Regions from separate parts of the Zea mays genome. Here region 2 is linked to region 1. The links are chromatin contacts, called in public Hi-C maps. All regions are on one chromosome and are shown on one strand. Each heading gives the region's core, a stretch centred on a gene start, on an enhancer-like site or on the middle of the called end of the contact. The rest is flanking DNA. Distances are from core to core; before and after follow the strand shown. Region 1 holds the start of LOC103643454. Region 2 has its middle 37 kb from the start of LOC100382556.

Evidence for each region. A called contact is a pair of places that touch in the nucleus more often than the background predicts.
Region 2: a contact with region 1 is called in a Hi-C map of ear, with 3 times the contacts expected there. The contact joins the enhancer-like site here to the promoter of LOC103643454 in region 1. A contact is called at or near these places in 4 of 25 Hi-C or Micro-C datasets (bundle sheath, ear, leaf and 1 more).

The regions. Positions count from the first base shown.
Region 1 is chr1:236,866,107-236,870,777 of Zm-B73-REFERENCE-NAM-5.0, forward strand. It overlaps LOC103643454, which reads left to right and starts at 2,709. Exons shown (of 1, transcript XM_008666642.3): 1 at 2,709-4,671. The coding sequence starts at 3,269. The coding sequence ends at 4,591. LOC100277602 (MATH domain containing protein) reads left to right here. Exons shown (of 7, transcript NM_001151115.1): 2 at 3-58; 3 at 142-349; 4 at 505-674; 5 at 774-1,071; 6 at 1,204-1,379; 7 at 1,500-1,835. The coding sequence starts at 31. The coding sequence ends at 1,648.
Region 2 is chr1:237,188,332-237,193,127 of Zm-B73-REFERENCE-NAM-5.0, forward strand. No RefSeq gene overlaps it. Among protein-coding and RNA genes, the nearest start is that of LOC100382556, 37 kb to the right of the region's middle. Within about 2 kb of position 1,785, at least 17 of the 20 cell types and tissues checked have an H3K27ac peak or open chromatin away from gene starts, as enhancers often do. A contact at or near this core is called in bundle sheath, ear, leaf and 1 more, where this site is marked.

The sequences.
Region 1 (4,671 bases), core at 1,459-3,958:
AGCAAGAGCAGGAAGACTCTTCCAGTAATCATGGGTGCATGTGCCTCTTCATCTCGTGGTAACACCGACTTGGTTTTCTTTTCTGCTGATATTACTCTCTTGGTATGGTCACTCGCTATACGGATTGCACTTTCCTCCCAGGTCGACCCAACCATGGCAAGAACCAGAAATCAGCAAAGGTCGCGGCAATTCCATGTACTCCGGCAGCGCAGGTAGGTCGTGGTGCTGCCTCTTCTGAAATGGAAGAGAAGAGCAGCTTCATTTGGCAAATCGATGGCTTCTCCTCGCTTCTTGACAAGCAAGAAGGATGGACCAACTCCGGATATTTTAAGATCAAGGACCTTAATTGGTGATCTTCCATACTGTGCCTTCGCCTTAGTTTTACAAGCTGTCGCAAAGCTATATTTTTCAAATCCGCGCAGTTTTATGCAACGCCAATGCATGCATATCTGTGCAAACATCTGGTGAGCAGTGTTTCATCTCTTTGTTTTGACCTGTTTGCAGGTACTTGCAGTTGAACCTGAAGGACCGGAAGAGTGGCGACGAAAGAGAATACGTCTCTCTTATCCTCGTGCTGTCAAAAACTTCTGGTCTGGAACCCGACACCATTGTCGAAGCATCGTTCAAGCTCTTGATATACGATCAAGCATACGGACGACATAGCGAACATGAATGTAAGATTCAAATCACATGCTAACCTGGTAGGCTAGCTGGTATAGGTACATGGAATGGAACTCTACTAAGTTGATGGCCGCACTGTACGTTTGCTTTAGTTAGCCACAGATTCCAGACTACAGAGAGCAGCAGGAGCTCCGGGATCTCATGCATGATCCTCGTCTACACACTCAAGGAACCCTCCTCCGGTTTCATCGTTGGTGACAGCTGTGTCTTCGGAGTGGAGCTCATCAAGTTCACCACTGCTAAAGTCAAGGACGGTTCAGGAACGCTGCATGTTCAGAAGAGAATTGGCTTCTGTAGTGCCCGGGAGGCCTACACCTGGATCATCAATGACTTCTTAAGCCTGAAGGGGCGGTGCTACTCACCGGAGTTTGAGATCGGTGGACACAAATGGTACCACATACTTGCATAGTACTACTAATAAGATACATAAGAAATATAAATACTCACTTTAATGATAAACCCTAAGATGCAAGTATCAACTTGTCGACAGTTCATGATGCACTAACTCCTGTGATCCTTCAGGTACCTGACCATGTACCCTTCTGGCACTGGCATCGACGGTGATAAGGAAATTCTCTCCCTCTACCTGCATATGGCCAAGCCAAACGGAGACGCTTCCCTCCAGAACTCTGGGGTGCTTGTAGAAGTCAGTCTGTCCATCAAAGACAAGGTGACCAGCAATCGCAAAACAATGACAGGTTTGTCACTCGTACTTGCTCCTGATGTAACATGATCCAGATGTTCGGACCGATACGATTGTTTATGTGGTTGTTTCCCCGATTCCGCTGTGTGTGGATTTGGGAAATTCGTGCGTCCAGGCCGGTGCCAGCTCCAAGCGACGGAGGGCGAAGGCTGGGGATGGTCAAATTTCATGGCGACGAAGTCTGTGAAGGACTGGTACCTTGTGAAGGGCAGCTGCTTAATCGAGGCAGATGTTGCCATTCTTGGATCGTCCAAGATGAATTAGGGATCATACGACTCTCTACTTTTGTGCGTGTGCCGAGCCAATAATGGAATTGTGCAGCGTTAGACCTTATCTGTTTCATCCCTAAATCATAGTGATTAGGAAGGATTGGAGAGGATTGAGGAGAATTTTGACTGTTAGGAAATTTAATCCCCTTAATCCCTCCTAACACCCTTGCTTTAGGGGGTAACAAAAAGGATTTGACTACTATACTTTTAGGGTATAATATACCAGTAACTATTTTATGTGAAGCATGCACAAAAACGTAAGTGATTTAGTGGTATTGTGTCATTTACCCGGTGTGTAGAGTGGATCATAGGTAGTGCTTGGTTTTGGAGTAGGTAGTGTTTGGTTTTAGAGTATGGTGGGATAGAGCCACTTTATTCATAATTTGTTGTTATTTGGATTGGTTCCATTTGGAACAGAGTGATTCTAAAAAAAAAGAAAATTATAATCAAATGGTGAACCATCCGGCTACATAAAATCTACCCACTTCATCTCAACTGGCTCAGAACCAAACACTATAGTGAGGAATTGAGTGGAAAGATCCATAAAGTCCCCGCGTTGAGTTTGTGTTCTGCCCTTACGGCCTTACCTGTGCTTTGGCGGCGGCCTTCTCATCCCTAGCGCCCCTCTCTTCCCCGTCGATGGCTGTGACCTAGCTAGTGTCGAAGGCCATGATGAAAACTTCTGCCTAACCTTCTCATGAAGCTGAGTAGTGGTAGAGAAAGTTGCATGATGCTTGCTTCTAGTTGTTGGACATAAAGACTGAGAGTTCCTCTCTTGCTCCTAGACTCCTAGCTGTGATCAAAAGTAAGTTATGTTATTCGGTGTCCCATCTTGCTTCTCCCGAGGTTGGCTTTTTCTCAGTTGTGTCTTTTGGTTGCTATTACAGGTTAAGCTATGTCCCAACTTAGTTTCTCATCCTTCAAGCCACCATTGGTGGTTCTACGAAGGATTTTGAAGTTGTTCTTCTCGCTACTTGAGTGTTTTGGTTTTCATATCGCCAAGCTGTGTTCTTTTGTTTGTTCTTCCTTCAAAGTCTACTTCATTCCATCTCTAGAGTAACGGAGGTCCTCATTGGTTTCAAGAATGGAACACTTAATTATTGGAAGATGAAACTTCATGGACAAGTTGTCTCACATCTCCAATCTGGTTAGGCCAAGTTTTTTTTTGCTGATGTGGTAAAAAAATTAACCCCTTACTAGCCACAACCGAATTCGCTTGCTACCGTGAAATTTGAGAAAAAAAGTGATTTTATGAGATACTTTTTTTTTCAAGAGGATCGTGATTCTCACCACTGACAATATCCAACGTTGTACCCAAGGCCGCAACAACCCTCCTTGAGGTCCATGTAATAGGTTACTTGCTCTCACCGGACGGCCAATGACTCTAAAATTTAGAAGTTGAAGTCTAAAATTCAAATTTTAATGTTTTTACATATAAAAAGGAAAAAAGTTACCTCAGGTCTCATCCTAGCATTTAGCCCAACTAGAGCCCACACCAAGCCCAACATCAAGCCCAAACCCACGTTTCCAGTCCACTTCGTCATGCGCGTCAACCTCCGTCCCGAATTCCCCGTTCGCTCACCTAGCTGAACGCCGATCCACGGTACGCCGCGTCATGCCTGCCGCCGCACCGCACCCACCGCCGGCGAGCCTGGACGCGCGCACGGGCGGCCGCATCCTGCGCCGCGCGGCGGGGCATCTCCTTCACCCAGCATCCCTCCCGCCACTCCTCCTCGCAGCGCTCCTCCTCCTTCTCTTCCGCTCCGCTCTCCTGGCCGGCACGCTCCGCCTCGCCTCCTTCGCGGACCGTGACCCGGCCCTCCGCTCCCTTCTCGCCCGCCTCTCCCCTCCCAACACGCCGTCGCCGCCGCCTCCCCCGCACCACCTCCCACGGCGCCGCTCGCCGTTCACCTCCCCCTCGTCCTCCCTCTCCGACGACGATATCCTAGTCAGCCCCCTTGATCCCGCTGCCTCAGCCCCCTCCCGCCGCCGCAACGCCTCCTACTACCATGTGCTAGTCACCTCCTACTCCGCCGCGCCCAAACCCTATCCGTTGCCGCTCCCCAACCCGCTCCCGGCCTCCGCTTCCCCCTTCTTCCTTGCCGTCTACAATGAGACGGCGCCTCCGAAGCCCGCCTCGCCGCTGGGCAGAGAATTCGGTTTTCTTGCCCTGACCAGGCGCGACGCAGCGGCCATCGTCAACCTCCTCGCGCTGCTCTCCTCCGCACATATCTTCGCGATCCTTGGCTACATCGCCGTGCACTCCGCCGCGCTGGGCGCAGTGTTTGCGTCCGTGGCGGGGCACCACGTACCTGGGCGGCGTCTAGTGTTCCTCCTCACCTGTGCTGCGAGGGGCGCTAAGAGACTCACAGGGTTCACGTTCCTGCGGTGGGCCACGCGGGACGCCGTTGTGCAGATGCTCTGCCTCTGGTTCTTTGCGGATGTGCACGATCAGGCCCAGCTGTTCAGGCTCTTTGTGGTCGCCAAACTGATGCCATTCTCCACATCCGTTAACCCGTGGCTTGGTGCAGTCGTTGCAGGCCCAGAGCTCGATGGTTTCTTTGTTGCCTGGGCTGTTCTTGATGCAGTGGTGTCAGTTTTGTTCACTGTGGTGCCTTGGGTGGTTGTCATGGACCGTGATCCACGGCCGCCTGGGCACAATGCTGTGAAGGAAGGGTGCTATCTTGTGTCTCTGATGGCAACTGATGCCACATTTCTCAAGTGCTGGGAAACAGTTGTGTGTGGCAGCATGGGGCGGCTCATCATGGTGACATTCGGCGGAAATGTTTTTGGTGGATTTCTGCATTCAATTGCGCAGGTCTACTTCATGGTGGTATGGCTGCTGTTCTACTTTGCAGCAAGGAGTAAGGAGGTGAGGATGGGTGGTCGTCAGTTTGGACTGGAGGATGTTGCAGCTGCTCTTGATGGATTTAGGTAGTGTCCAGTTGTCGATTGCCACTTGGATCATCATTACTTGAAGAGAAGTATATTCATGGCCCATAGTGCTTATTGATGAAA
Region 2 (4,796 bases), core at 535-3,034, 320 kb after region 1:
TTGAGTACCCACTATACAATTTAATCGCTCGACGTGAGTTCAAAAGCTCAACGCAACACAAATATTTTGAGCGATTTGAGTATGCACAATATAGGCTTCACACATTTTAATAATTTCTGCCAATTATCTACTACGAGAAATAAAGCAGAAAAATAATATAGAATTGATGCATGGACATAAGCAGATCAGGTGCATATTAAGCATGTATTTTTATACTAATTATTATGACAATAAATCATTAACTAAAGTAGAATTTATGAGATAATAACATGCTTAATTATAATTATTTGAGTAAAAACCTTATCTACACCTCATGTGCACGGTTATCTCAACCACACAGTTATCCTTTTATCCATGCAACACGTGCTTCCCTCAGACACACACATGCAAGAATTTTCTCCGTAATAACGTGCTTCCCTCGGGCACAAACATGCAAGAATTTTTCCGTGATAACACTATAGTCGCGCGATGCGCTCGTCACGCAGCCGGCTTTCACGGGCAGCCACTGCTTCCACGCTCGTCTGCGGATTTCAGATCCACTTGCCTGTTTCCTCTCTCCCACCAGGCCGCCACAAACGGACATGCAAGCAGCACCTGTACAACGCGGCAGTCAATCCACTTGCTGCCTCACGCGCGATTTGACCGGGTTAAGTGCATGGGAGTGCGATGATCCTTTTTTCGGCTGTGGCACAGGCTGGTCAACAGGACGCAGCAGGACAAGAGAGAGGGGCTCGCCGCCCAGGTTCATGTGCAACAGGCAAGTGCCTCTGTGCAGACGCGGCTGCTGACGGGCGGTGAGGTCCCGGCGTGGTGCGCCTCTAGCGCGGGTGCACGAGCGTGGCCCCAGCGCGACGCGCATATTTCTGTATGTGAGATCCATTCAGTAGCGAGCGGTGCATCCGTTCGGTGGAGTGGAGGGGCAAAATCGACACGATCGCGTGTAGAGGAAGCGTCGTGCCCCTGCGCTCACGCTGAAGACCTAGAGCGGGCGAGCCGAATCTGCACGGCTGCGGGCAGAGGTGCACCAGTGGAGGAGAGAGAGGCGTGCAACGTACGACCAGGAAGCCGTCGACGATTTACTTTCTAGGTAATTTATCGACGAAAAATTATACCGTTTGATTGCGAGTAATCGAAGACTGTCGCGTAGGACAGTTCGGCTAGGCGAGGACCTGCCGGCTTGACGGAGAGTTGATGCAGATCTGATCCACAGCAACGTCGAGGTAGAGCGTGCTGATAACGTGTTGAGAACTACGTTACTACGGATCACCAAATCTACTCTTTTCCCTTCTGTCAGTAGTAGAGACGCAAGAAGCTGTAGAGGACTCGTCTCCCTTCTCATAAGTACGACAGAGAAAACACATGAAACACGGGATATATGGTTGGGCCTCTGACCTCTTTCTTAGAGGGTGTACAAGTTTCTTATATAAAGATGTGAAACCTTTTAAAGACAAAGCAAATATTTATCCACGTAACCCTATTATATCCGAACTGGCTACCCGCGAAGAAAAAGAAAAGCCCGGTCGCCACGCTCGCCGCAACCAGCCAGCGGTAGCCCCGCTCCTTTCTGGATTCGTGTCGTGTTGCCCGGCGGGCCAGGCCGGCTGGCCGATGGCCGTGCGAAGGGCCGCCACGCCCATGACGACGCGGAGATGCCAGCCTCGACGCCGTACGGCTTGCCACAGAAACAAGGGGCTTGCCATTGCCAGTTGCCATATGAAGGACTGTAGGAGTATGTACTGGCTCCGTGCAGGTGACTTGACGTGATAGGCGGCTATATCTGTGTGTCACTGTCGGTACTAGTCGGTACGCTCTGCTCCCGCTCCACTGTACCGTATTGAACTGCCACAGCCAGTCTATGACACTTTGCACTAGCACTGTACCTGCACGACAAGTCTACAAATGCCTGTTCCTACGGCAGTTGGCCTGAGGTACTCCGTTCAAAAAGGGAACTTCTAGGTTTTGTCAATCTCTACTGCTACAATAATAGTCTGTCATTTCGTGTTCTGTCACCATTCCCTGTTCTGCCTATTTTGTGTTCTACCACCATTCCCTGTTCTGTAATTCTCATTCCTTGTTCTGCCTTTGCGATTCCCTCCTCCCCGCGCACAGTCTATTCTTATGTTAGTCCATTCACATGTTCTGTCACCATTCTATTATCTATCATTCTCATTCTCCCTTCCCGTAAAGTCCATTCCTATTACCTCTCAAGCAAATGCTAGCAGTAGCTACCGCTACACTACATGTGTGTTTATGTCTACATGTATAACAGAAAACACATCTACTACATAGCCCACCTGCTACCCTTGCACAATGCGTAGTAGTAGATAAGTATCACCGGGATTCTTGAATTATATTTTTGGATGGAGGGAGTAGTATTTAAAGAAGAGCCTTGCATGCAATTTCTTTTGTTTGAATAATATTTTCAACTTAAATTCCTTTTTTTTGCATGCATGACATTTATTCTTCGTAATATTTTTTCCATGGATCTGACCACACTTGCCTTTTTGTTTAAGCAAAAGTGTATAGTGGTACATGTCTGATGACTAACGATGTACGAGAGAATTTCTTCCGGCATGTGTGGAACATGCTCTCCAATGATGAGACCATGCAAATCGTGACATATATCGAAGTCTGCATTATACTGATGGTTGCAATGTAGTGGTGAAACAGATAGATTAAAATAACAAAATTTATGTATGGCAATAATTACAAATTTATTATGAAACATTTTCTCGTAACGGTATAACACACATTTTGTATATAAGTTATCGTAGTATCTAGTATTGTATATTCCCGTTGCAACGCACGGGCACTCAGCTAGTTATATGTTAAGGCTCAATCCGATACATAGGTTTCTATCTCCAGGGTTTGTATCTACCAACGTCATCCTTCATTAACCATTACTTTCTAGTGTACGGCCTTTACCGCCACGTTAGCACCGAGTCCCCTTTTTTAAACATATTGTTGGGGGGCCTGGAATAAACAAAAGTGTTTTCAGGTATACAAAGGACGGACGAAGCTGGTCCTCGAATATAAAGGCTTCGTCTGCAGAAGTACACAGAAAATGTGCAAGTCGAGGGTCACTGATCTTCGGCATAAGGCAAGCTTCGAACACGAAGACAAAGAATAAGAAGATGAAGTCTTGAGCAGCAAAAAAAGAAAAAGACAGGACAATGCTGCCCTGATGTCATTTGTAAATTATGTATGTAAGACCCTGAGAGCATGAATGTAATTTTGTACGATGTTGTTTGTCTTCTCTATAAATAGATGAACAATGTCGCGTATAAAGACACCTTTCAAGGGTCGTAGCTTTGTTTCGCTTAGTCTTTGAAGAACCTTCAACCTTCCTTGCATAGAACAGTTGAAGGTATGTTTGTAATCTTGTTTAGCACAAGGGAGAATGGAATAAAAATACAAAGGCATAAGAGATGAGTATTGTGCTATGTTGCCTATTCTCATGTCATTCAATATTCCTTTATTTTCATTTCCTCTCAAGAACCTTTGTCTTCAAATTATTACTTCGATTAAGTATTAATATGAGGACAAAGGTTCATATTATTAACTTATGTTGCCTTGTTTTTATGTCATGTAGCAATCGAAAACGAATGACCAACACATATGCACAACGAAACACGTTTTTTATTCAAACTATCATATAACCCATACTAATGCTACGATCACGGAGACGAGAAGAGTCGACAACGGCTGGCGACACGAAGGGAGGGGTTGACGGTGGCGGCGACAACAAGAGTGGAGTGGAGGAGCAACGGGGGAGTGGGAGAGAGAGGGATGATGGATGATTTAAATAATATTGTCCATTAGATTTGAGTAAGGGAGAGGAAGTTATCCAACGATCCAAACCGTTGGTTTTGATGGTGAGTAAGTCTAGGTGCAATTTGTTTGGTGGATTTAGTGGAGGTTATGGGTGTGGGGGTGATTTGGTTGGGTGGGTTTTGTATAGATAAAGCATGTAAAACATTAAAACCATAGTATGCTAAAAAAATAAAACTACATAAATTAAACAAAATTCACAAAATCTGACAAATTTAAAAACAAATGAAAGTACAAAGTTCATACAAAAACTACTCATCATGATCATCATCCCCGTCCACCTCGCCTTCTTTCTCGTTTCCTTGGTCATCTAGTTTTAATTGTTTGGCCAACCGTTTAACAACGACCAACATGTGGATCCTTCTCATGTCTTCATTCATGTTATCGATGTTCTGATCATTAATTTGGTGAAGGAATCATTCAAATTTGTATAATTTAACTTCTTGTTGGCCTAGTAGAGCCTCTTCACTATGACATTCTTCTGTTCAAGGCCCTCACTACTGCTCGTTGTTGGCCCTTTGCCCTTACGTTGTGCTCTCGCTCTATTGCGACCAATACATCGTTGTGCATCGACACTATAAGGTGATTCAGAGCTGTAGTCCACCTCCAGGTTGAGGAATGATCATTTGCTCGCATCGGCCAAGTTGGAGACACCGTGCCACGTGATTTTTTTCAACAAGCCTGTCGTGGAAGGTATCCTTTGCCGCTTGGAGCAGTTAAGCATCATATGCTCTGGAAGGTCGGGTTGTGGCCAAGCGGATGTTTATGTCGTTGAAGAGGGTGACATTTTGATTGCTCGTGAACCACTGATCCTTGAGCTGCTTGGCGATACGCTAGCGAGAGTATGTGGCTACTATTTGGGCCCAAAAGGCCAACGACCAACCCCTTTTTACTATTGGTCTCAACAGGGTCAACGGAGTGTGTTAACTATGTGTGTACCTACAAATGTAGAAAGTCACAAAATG